Regions from separate parts of the Bombyx mori genome. Here region 1 is linked to region 2. Evidence: chromatin contacts called from public Hi-C data. All regions are on one chromosome and are shown on one strand. Each heading gives the region's core, a stretch centred on a gene start, on an enhancer-like site or on the middle of the called end of the contact. The rest is flanking DNA. Distances are from core to core; before and after follow the strand shown.

Region 1 (4,966 bases), core at 1,607-4,106, 47 kb before region 2:
GGAGCGATAATGTTAGGGTTTTAGTTAAGCCGTTCTGAGCTTAAAGCCTGTGTGTTAAGGTTGACGATAGATCGTAATGGTCGACTGTGCTATAAGGTTCACAATAGATCGTAATGGTCGACGTCACCGTGGCGGAACCGTGCCCGTGTGGGATCACGACGTCACAGTGATGTGTCATCCTAAATTGATACGCACATGCATTATACATCTCATAATGATTAATATATTATTAAGTGTGGTTGAATTCATTGTTTTTTTAAATGTATTTTCGCGTACCGACACGGTATCGTTTAAAAACCCGAATGTGTGTAAAAAAGACCTTAAGTCACATTAAAATCGAAGTCCCTACCTACGTATATGACATTACACATCAAGAAACATTCAAATATTATTTAGCATATATAACTGTATCGCTTCATCTTAGATTAGCTAAATAAAAAAATAAAAAGATTCGCCACTGATAAATTAGTCCTTTAAGTCTTTTATGAAGTTTTGAAACGTGTTTAATTCTTTCTTTTATATTTATCACTTCGGCGCAGCCCTGACAGGGAATTAGAACTATTCGATTGTTTTTTTTTTAACCTTTCTTTGTGTATTTACGTAGGGCAGGCGATGGTTAAGCTTTTCCTCTCGGTGTTTATCCTCTGTTGGAGCTCGTCGGTCCACCGGTGCGCGGTTCGGTCCACGGTGGACGGGACCGTCAGACAGTTCATGCCGCCGAATTCGCATGCGATCTGAAAAAGCGATGGTGTTATCATCGGGTTAGCGCGCGTCGTAACACCAGTGTGCTTAGAGCGAGTTCATTAACTTCTCGATCGCGTAAAAGTTAACTTTTTTTTGCATAGTTGGGTGGACGAGCTCACAGCACACCTAGTGTTAAGTGGTTACCGGAGCCCATAGATATCTACAACGTAAATGCCGCCACCCACCTTGAGATATGAGTTCTAGGGTCTCAGCATAGTTACAACGGCTGCCCCATCCTTCAAACGCTTTACTGCTTCACGACAGAAATAGGCAGGGTGGTGGTACCAGCCCGTGTGGACTCACAAGAGGTCCTACCACAAGTAATAAGTTACTGTGGTCCTATCACAGTAACTCATATTTGTATGGAGTTGGAAAAGTGCCCCTAGCAGCAAACGAAGGGAAGCTTATAGCTTTACACAGATTAGGACCCCGCGAGCTCACCTACTCGTTCGATGAACCTAATATGACCTCTCGAGGTCATCGGAATCGGTAAAGAAAAAAGCGCGTCGAAGAAATAATTAAGAGTACTTTTACAGTTTAAAATCGCCTTTTTTATCGTCATATTATTTTCGAATTTTCGAATAGTTTACAGTTTTGCATGGCCACGCACGACAGAAGCGTTGTTCGTCGTCGACATTTGAATATTGTGCGAACTACCGTCAATTTACTTGTAAAATAATTTCTTGACTTTTACGTTTAATTTCAGACAGTAAAAGTACTTTTAATTATGAAAATGGTGTTATACGAATGCGCTGACATATTATTAGTTCACCGTGGACATAATTAGAACAATTTCCCGGTGGTAGGACCTCTTGTGACTCCGCACGGGTAGGTACCACCGCTCCGCCTATTTCTGGGTGGGACAGCCGCTGTGACTATACTGAGATCTTAGAACTATATCTCAAGGTGAGTGGCGCATTTACGTTGTAGATGTCTATGGGTTCCAGTAACCACTTAACACCAGGTGGGCTGTGAGCTCGTCCACATATCTAAGCAATAAAAAAAAATCATTTCAATTTAATTTGACGTTTGGAATAACTAATAATGGTACAATTGTAATTGAAACGGCGGTAATAATAAAACGAACATAATATATTTGACATTTAATTGGTTGAGGTTGGATCAATTATGGCTGCGCCTCGCAAAAAAAACGAAGAGAACAAATTACAGTTTTATCACAAATGACCAAAAAGAAATGTTTTATTAGTGATTTGTAGTCACTACTATTGTATCAAAATTTCAGTAGCAGATTTATTAATCTGCTTTATAAATTTCTATTTACTATTTACCCACTTAAAATAAGATTGCCGAGTTAATTAAATACAACATGCAGCTATTTTCTTAAAGCTACACAATAAGAGAAAAACAATGAAATACCTAGTAGATGACGGGAAAACAACTAACATATTTATTTGGAGAAAAAAAAAATTTTTTTCCTCACTAATTTTGATGTCATCATAACCTAAAGGCCGACTCGTAAATAATGATGCGATTATGCCCAACTCTCTGCAGCAGCGACAAATTCTGCCCTAGCCAAACCAGCTTACTTATTTTATGCCACGAAGCAACCATGCCTTTCATTTGAGTGAGACAACAGTTATACTATACAATTGTTAGACAAATTGTCGTTCTCACGTCACAAACTGGGAAGCGGTATCCACATTGGGTCCTCTGTGGGCTCCGAAAACCACTCAACACCAGCTGAACTGTTGCTTTCAGCGTGAAAGTCGTTCGTGAATACGCGTTAAGTACGCGTTTTCTTACAAGACGTGGTCCTTTGCTACACCGGATCACATCATCTGCGGGCTGTGTCATCATTTATGGGCTGTATCATCGCTATAAGTGATCTCTTCCAAATAAGAAACTTTGAAAAAGATTCAGTCGGTATTTTGCGGTTTACTATTATTATTACGAAACATTCACAGTTCAAAAGTTGAAATATCCAATCCAACAGCACTGGTCAAATACGTAACGCTCCTTCATTGAAGAGATACAATTTAAATACGTAAAGGTAAGCTGATGAATATTATGGAAGTCTGGTATGTCTTACCCTATAGTGGTGGAGCAAGGCCCTGTCGGTGGGCACGCCGACGGAGCTGGCCCCCGGCGCGAGCTCCCACAGGAAGTGGTTCCCGAGCTCGACGGCGTCGCGCGGCCGGAGCGCGTACTTGCTGCGGTTTTTGAGCGCGTGCGGCGTCGCCCAGCGGCGCGTCTTGCGAGCCGTCGTAAGCGGCGCCGTCGCCTCCTTGTCGTCCTGCATTCGATCGATAGACAATCAGGAGCGAACGGGAATGCGGAAATACTTAAATAAGCTTACTTGAATACGCTTAGAATACTTGAATAATTTTATTACTGGTAACGATAACGTTATAGTAAAATGGAGTGATTTGGTCACATAAAAATTATAAGTATATATTCTGTAAAATCATTATGGGATGAAAGGAAAAGAAAAAAAGAAACTACGATTATAAATTTGTGGAAGTATTTATGGATATAGGTATACTCCTATGTGGATCGAGTAATGCGTTTCATTCTTAAAATGATATGGTTGATATGGTAGAAAAACAGTTTTTTTTATCTGATGAAAGCATGCGTTAGTTTTTACATCATTATAACAGCATTTTAAAATGTAAATCTCATTAGAACGATCTCCATTGGATTAATTTGGAAAAGTATTTTCAGCCACTCCTATGTGGATCGAGTATTGCTGAAAGAAATTGTTATTAAGAGTCTTAATCATCACAGTCTTCAGAATTCTATCGTGATATTATACATTGACCGATACATAGAATATCTCTTGGGAAAAAATATACACGTGTCACTTGCATAGCCAACACCTCAGCTAACAATCACTAAAGTTGGATTGGAATGACTAATCGAGAATATGTTGTAGGGCTTTGAGGATAAATTGGGTCGGTCTGCTTAATTAAATCTTACTTTAGTACATAAGACTAGACACTCTTTTACATCCCTTTGTGTGCCTTAGAATTACTTTTGATTTTAAAAGCTTAATTATTTTTATAATAACGGCTAAGTAATAACCAATGCGTCTTATAAGCTGCAAATTGAAATGATTTCAATACAAAATGTAGGTAATATTTAATTTCTAACACAATCTCTTCGGATTCGTTCCTACGTCACTTTAATCGCCTGTCCGAATTGCGACCTCGCGCCTTTCTATTTCTAACTCTCACTCGCTCGCGCTCTCGTTCGCTCTCACTCACTCGCTCGCTCTCTCGTTTTCGTCTCTGAATATCTGACTACTTAATACCTAAGCGAATTTCTGTCACAAGCAGAGGATATTTCATTGTCTCTATCAAAAGTCAGGTACACAAACATTCGACTATCGACTAATACCGAGCCGATGGCGAGTTCCAAAAAACGTATTCAACTCGATATCTACTTTGTGTATTTTTCACAGCAATTAAGTGTTCTTTATCGCCCTACTCAATTTTAATATTAAAATAGCATTTAACAAAGATTGGCGCCAAAACGCGAATACACAATACATTGTGAAATAACAATGACTTGACTCGAAATTCAACGATAAAATTGATGTATCTATTTTAATTTTATTGTAACATTGTTAATGGTTAAACTGTGCAGATAGTATGACAAAATATTTTTTTTGTTCTAAGGTCATTATCTAGGAAGGAAACAAGAGGGATATGTTTGTATGGACAAATTAGAGCGCGCTTCCTCTCTAAAGTTATAACAATTAATGCTGCTTTTACTACTTTAATTAATCTCATTGTTTGTTTTCATTTAATAAAATACGACTTTTTTAAAAACTGTGCATTTTTCGATAGCTATGTATTTTTTTTTTTGTTTTTGTTAGAAAATGAATTAGGTTATACAGTGTTAAGTGGTTATTGTCTTGACGGGACAAACAGGAAGTCTGGGGTTGAATTTTTTTTTTTAACAACCTTCCTATTCTTCAAATAGGAACACAATACTGCTTCGTGGTAGATATAGGCGGAACGGTTGTACCTATTCCAATGCACTCATAATACGCCCTACCATCAGCGAAAACTATAAATGTACATTATTGGTTATAAGTAGAAATTTTACTATTTAGCAAAGTACCCACCGAAAATTTGTTTAAACATAAAAATAACAGTATTTCGAGATCTGGCAGCGTCTTTGTATTGGGTTTAAGCTGAAATGATACAAGTGAATTTTAACCCTAAAAACCAGCTACAATCAAGACTAGGAGAGGTGC
Region 2 (5,189 bases), core at 1,049-3,548:
TCGCTCCAGGAGTAACAATTCAGTAAGCACTATGACACCGAACACCGCAAAGAACATGATGAAGATGAAGAAACTGATATTGGCGCGTTCTTTGGCGCGAGAAGATATCGCGCGCGCTCTCCACTTCATCGTGCCGACATTAATATCACATGGGCACTGGACGAAAAGCGGCCGCTAACACGCGCGCCACGCTACTGACTACTGAGTCATCACAGCCTGGGACCGAAGCGCCATACCACTAACTGTGACGAAGGCCCGCGTCACAACACTCACAACACGACGCCTTCCCCCAGACTGGCGGCTGCGGAACAGGGAACTCTCAATGTTCGACTGACAACACTTCTCCTTCAAACTTCGGGTTGCATGATACCATATGATCATTACTACAACGAACACGACGTCAAAATAACTCTTCGGAACTAATCGGAACTAACATACTTCAAGTAAAAGAAATTGTCAGTATAAAGAGATAAAATTAAATAATAAGTTTCTAAAACAAACAGTACTAAAACGGATGCGTTAAGCGTACTTTAAATTGAATAAGCAACTCTGTTCTTCTCAAAATTTCCACTATAATTCGACGATGAAGCCGTCTAGCAACCCGAATGGTAGAAACATAGGGCGCACGCGTGCCTCAACCCCACGCTCAATGTGTTATAAATCCGTTCAATGTAAGTATCCTAGTAAAAATTGCAGAACTCTAAGGATTACATTAGTTAGGCGGCATTTCCATGTGATGTGTTTTAATGTACTTTATCTATACGACACTGAACAAGCAATGCGAGGCTATTAAATCCGGATGGATTGATTTGAATTTGCATTTGACTGAAGCAGTTGTGTAGGTAGATATAGAGAGAGGTAGCTTTCAATATTAGAGTAAACGAAAAACTTCATTAATTTCGACTTTCAATTGACCAGGGAAAATATTAGAATTAAAGCTTCAAACAAATGATAGTTATCTTCGTTATCTTCTAATTATTTGTGATTTATCATTGATGATTGAAAACGCCTTCAGATATTTGGCATATTTAGCAATATGTGTAATCCTATTGTTTGTATGTATGATTATTAAGCTAAAATATGATAAAAAAAGTTTTTTGATCTTCTATTTTGTTACTGACCCGTTAACTAGGTAGGTAATTATAATGTATTTATATGTAAATTTTTACCATTATTAAATGTGTACAAGTATACAAAGTATGTACGAATAAATATTTCAAAGGGTTACATTTGCAACACTGACATCCAAAGAATATAATATCATCATTATTTTATAAAATTTGATGTAACTGGATATGTGAACGCGTTCTGATAACACTTTTTTGTCACTCTTGGTGAAGTGAACTTTATTTTTCAGTAAACATAGACCTAGTCACACGAGGTCTGGGTCTAGAGCAACAACATTTGATTTGATTAACACGTTGAACGCCATGCCGCCCACCGGTGGGCCTAGAGTGTACTATATACCAATCAGGCCAAGCCAAAATCAAGGGAATCAGTAATATTTATCATTAACCGAGATCATTTGCTCGGAAGATAAAAATTAGCGACTTTTATCGTCTAGTTTTTAAGTTATTTTAAAAGGCCATAATCTTGATAAGAACTACAACTTTCTATTCGATTTGAAAACCTAGGCGTTCGGTTCAGCTAAAGGGCCACGGGGCTCACTTCCATGCGCGTTTTGTTTGATAGTTGCAATCTAAGGCTTGTTGTAGGAAGTGTTTACTTTAGAACCCTCACGTATCTCACGGGTGACCATCATTGCCCGAACAGCTCAGTAAGATAACGCATACCGGTAAGCCCCGTGGCCTGAATGAAAATACTCTATTTTTCATGTAGCGTTCAACGTGTCAATTTTTAAATCAATATCCGTTTAAAGTTTAGTTGAAATTTACAGCATTAAGCATAAGCAGATATTTCAGTTCATATCGTAAATAAATTATCTAAAATATGATTAATGTAACGCCGTTAAGAGTGGCGCCATGTGTCGGAGAATAGCAGAAACGAATATTAAAAGTACTAGTAATATCGAGAACGCTTGAGAAGTGTAACGCTATCTATTATCACATAGCGGAAACACATAGGTATATAGAAACGATTCGCCTTGTGGGGAATGTTCTCGATAATTATAGAGTTGTCGTGTCGACTATAAACGCGTTGTAGAGAAGAGAGACACGAAGGCAACTAGTAATCGGTTCTTCTCGAAGCGAAACAGCGAACGGATCACCTGAAACGAAGCAGAAGAAGTGAATTGCGATATGTAAAGTATTCCTTGTGCGATAAATATTATAGTTTTACTTTGTACTTCAGTGAAAGTTTTATTTATCCCCAGCCCCAACGTGTAACATTAAATTATCCTTATCCAACATGAAATTCCTCTCCAGAAACATAGTAGAATAAACAAAAAGGTAAAGAAGGGGTAGCATTGTCAGTTTTACATGCGGTGAAGCGCCTAGCGGCAGGCCTAGTAAGTCAAATCAAATCAAATCAAAAAAAAATTATTCCACATAAATGAAAGTACATACTTGTTGAACGTCAAAAGAACTATCGCCAATTCACAAGAACTGGCCTCCGTCCGGAGAAGAATTGGCAAGAAACTCAGCGGGCATGTTTTTTTTTTCTTTTAATATTAGACTATTTTTTTAATATTAGTTTTTTTTTAATATTCATTTTCACATGAGTATAATAACATAACAATTATTACAATATTGAAATGCCCGGAGCGAGCAACTCATTCCCACTTTGTGCAATCTTCTAGATAATCATTGACCTTATAGTGAACTTTATTGCACAGATGTTCTTTAATAGTTTTCTTAAACCTATGTATATGTAGGTTCTGAACATCTTGTGGGATTTTGTTGTACAGGCGCACAGACAAACACCCGAATGAATTTCGTATCTTATGTAACCTACTCCTCGGCACAACAAGCTTGTGTTTGTTCCTAGTATTTCTATTATGTATGTCCGACATTTTAGGAAACTCCTCAATATGTTTACGAACATACATCAAATTTTCAAAGATGTACTGGGATGGCATAGTGAGAACTTTAATTTCTTTAATTTTTTCCCTCAGGGATTCCCTTGAGTGCATGTTATAAATAGCACGTATAGCTCTTTTCTGCAGAATAAATATCATTTCTACATCGGCCGCATTGCCCCATAGCAAAATGCCATAGGACATGACACTGTGGAAGTAACTAAAGTAAACTAAGATATCCTTAGTTTATTAATGTGGCGTGGTCACCCAGCTTAAATATTCGTCAGTACGTGGATAGTTATTAAGGCGCTGCAACGCTGTAGTCGAATGTAATGGAAAACGCCATTTTATCCCTCTAAACGGAATGCAAATGGAAAATTTGAATAAAAGATAAATGCTGTTTGAGAAAAAAAGTATTGATTTATATGTAATTATAAGTAATATTTATATCTATTATTTAACGGCCGTCTGGTGTAGTGGTAAGTGACATGGTCACTACACAAGGGGGTCGCGGGCTCGGATCCCGCCAAGGGAAGATATTTGTATGATAAATATAAATGTATTTTCCAGGGTTATGGATGTATATTAAATATATGAATGTGTATAATAAAAATCTTACATTTATTTCCGTTATCTGGTACCTGTAACACAAGTTCTTTACGAACTTATCACGGGACTAGTTAACGTGGCGTGATTGTTAGTAAATATTTCTTTATTTTTTTATTTAAAAAATAAAAAAAAGAATATGTATGGAAATATCAAAAAAAAGTTTAATTATGACCAGAATAATATATAGCTAAATTATTTGTGTATACCGACTGACGATAGCAACGGCGAATTGTTTGCTAGCGCTACAAAGCAAAATTTTAATGTATTAACAGTCCCGGCAAACGCCAAATTCCATTCCAATTCCTAGTTAAGTAGAATTTCTCTGAAAAATATGACATATAATACTAGAAACCTCCCCTTGACTTGACTAGACAGCATTAATAAAATTTGGCACAATCGGATTAATGGGTTAGGAAGGCACAGAGGGAACAATAGAAAAAACTATTATTTATAGGTACTTATTCCTCACCATCATTTTCATTCTAATCTCCGCAGAATGAATACGCATAGAACAAGCACTTGGCGAAGTTGGCGGCCCAACATTCTGCCAAAAATTAAGAGCATAGACTGTACAATAATATTATTTTGTGACAAATTTTAAGCATAATATTATTGAAAATAGCTCATCCCTCCATAATATGGAATAAATATAGGGTGGCGGGACTGGGAAAAGCCATGGCCATAAAATAAAGTAACATATTGAACAAAATATACTTAAAAAAAGATATTTAACATAATGTCTTAAAACCAATTATATTTAATTATGATTATAGATCGTATACAAATTAAAATTAATTAATATGATTTAAACGCTTTATGAAATCGTATGACGAAACTTCATTTTAGAATTTGTACGTTTAACTAATGTACACAGTAATACTGTTGCGTACCTAACTACTTCGTTACTTTATTAACATTTAATTACAACGCTATCATTTTATGTTGGGGCCTCATCCGATTTGCCACGGGCCTCAGATGGTATAGCAACGTCACTGCAGGATGATTCTTGATATAGTTTTTTTGACAAAATTACTGATAAATACACGGCTGGACTTTTTGGCGGGAATTGGAACAATAGAAATGAGCTGTCTCTTTGTTATTAAGGTTTACCTGTTTGGGGTGTATTTTCCTGTGCCTATCCGATAGTCAAATGAAACTAAAGCGAGAAACGAGATGACAGCTGTCAAAACTGACAGATGAGAGAAGGGGCGAGAAGACAAATAACATTTAATAAAATTTAAACAACGATATCTCAATTTTAATATGGTACAAGACGGAAATCCTCCTGATGATAATGTGTTTAGAGCATTTTGCAATGCTCTCTACAATACAGTCGATGCTCCGGTAACATGGTTCCGAGGTGGGTTAATTTGATATCATAAAACTAGTGTGTTGTTATGTAAGTGAGTAATTTTTTCATTGTACGCAGAAACTGTTGTCGAACCAAACCAGAAGAAGTACCCTTGGTATCATCAAAACTACCGTCGTGTACCGACTATTGACCAGTGCTACGACGACGACGTCGTTTGCGACTTTGAGGCTAATGCTCAATTTAAACGAGACAGGTTAGCTAAATCACATTCATTTAATATCATAATCAGGT

What was found. A called contact is a pair of places that touch in the nucleus more often than the background predicts.
Region 1: a Hi-C map of whole pupa shows a contact between it and region 2, with 3 times the contacts expected there. The contact joins the enhancer-like site here to the promoter of LOC101746842 in region 2. A contact is called at or near these places in 3 of 7 Hi-C or Micro-C datasets (an unstated tissue and whole pupa).

What each region holds. Positions count from the first base shown.
Region 1 is chr17:6,848,186-6,853,151 of ASM3026992v2, reverse strand. LOC101746842 reads right to left here. Exons shown (of 9, transcript XM_004925816.5): 7 at 2,795-2,998; 8 at 601-734. Among protein-coding and RNA genes, the nearest start is that of LOC134200433, 5.8 kb to the right of the region's middle. Within about 2 kb of position 2,856, at least 1 of the 8 cell types and tissues checked has open chromatin away from gene starts, as enhancers often do.
Region 2 is chr17:6,800,715-6,805,903 of ASM3026992v2, reverse strand. LOC101746842 reads right to left here and starts at 2,298. Exons shown (of 9, transcript XM_004925816.5): 1 at 1-2,298. The coding sequence starts at 129. It overlaps LOC733018 (NADH dehydrogenase (ubiquinone) 1 beta subcomplex 10), which reads left to right and starts at 4,795. Exons shown (of 4, transcript NM_001047013.1): 1 at 4,795-4,946; 2 at 5,016-5,151. The coding sequence starts at 4,850. It overlaps LOC134200434 (a long non-coding RNA gene), which reads right to left. Exons shown (of 2, transcript XR_009975360.1): 2 at 5,153-5,189.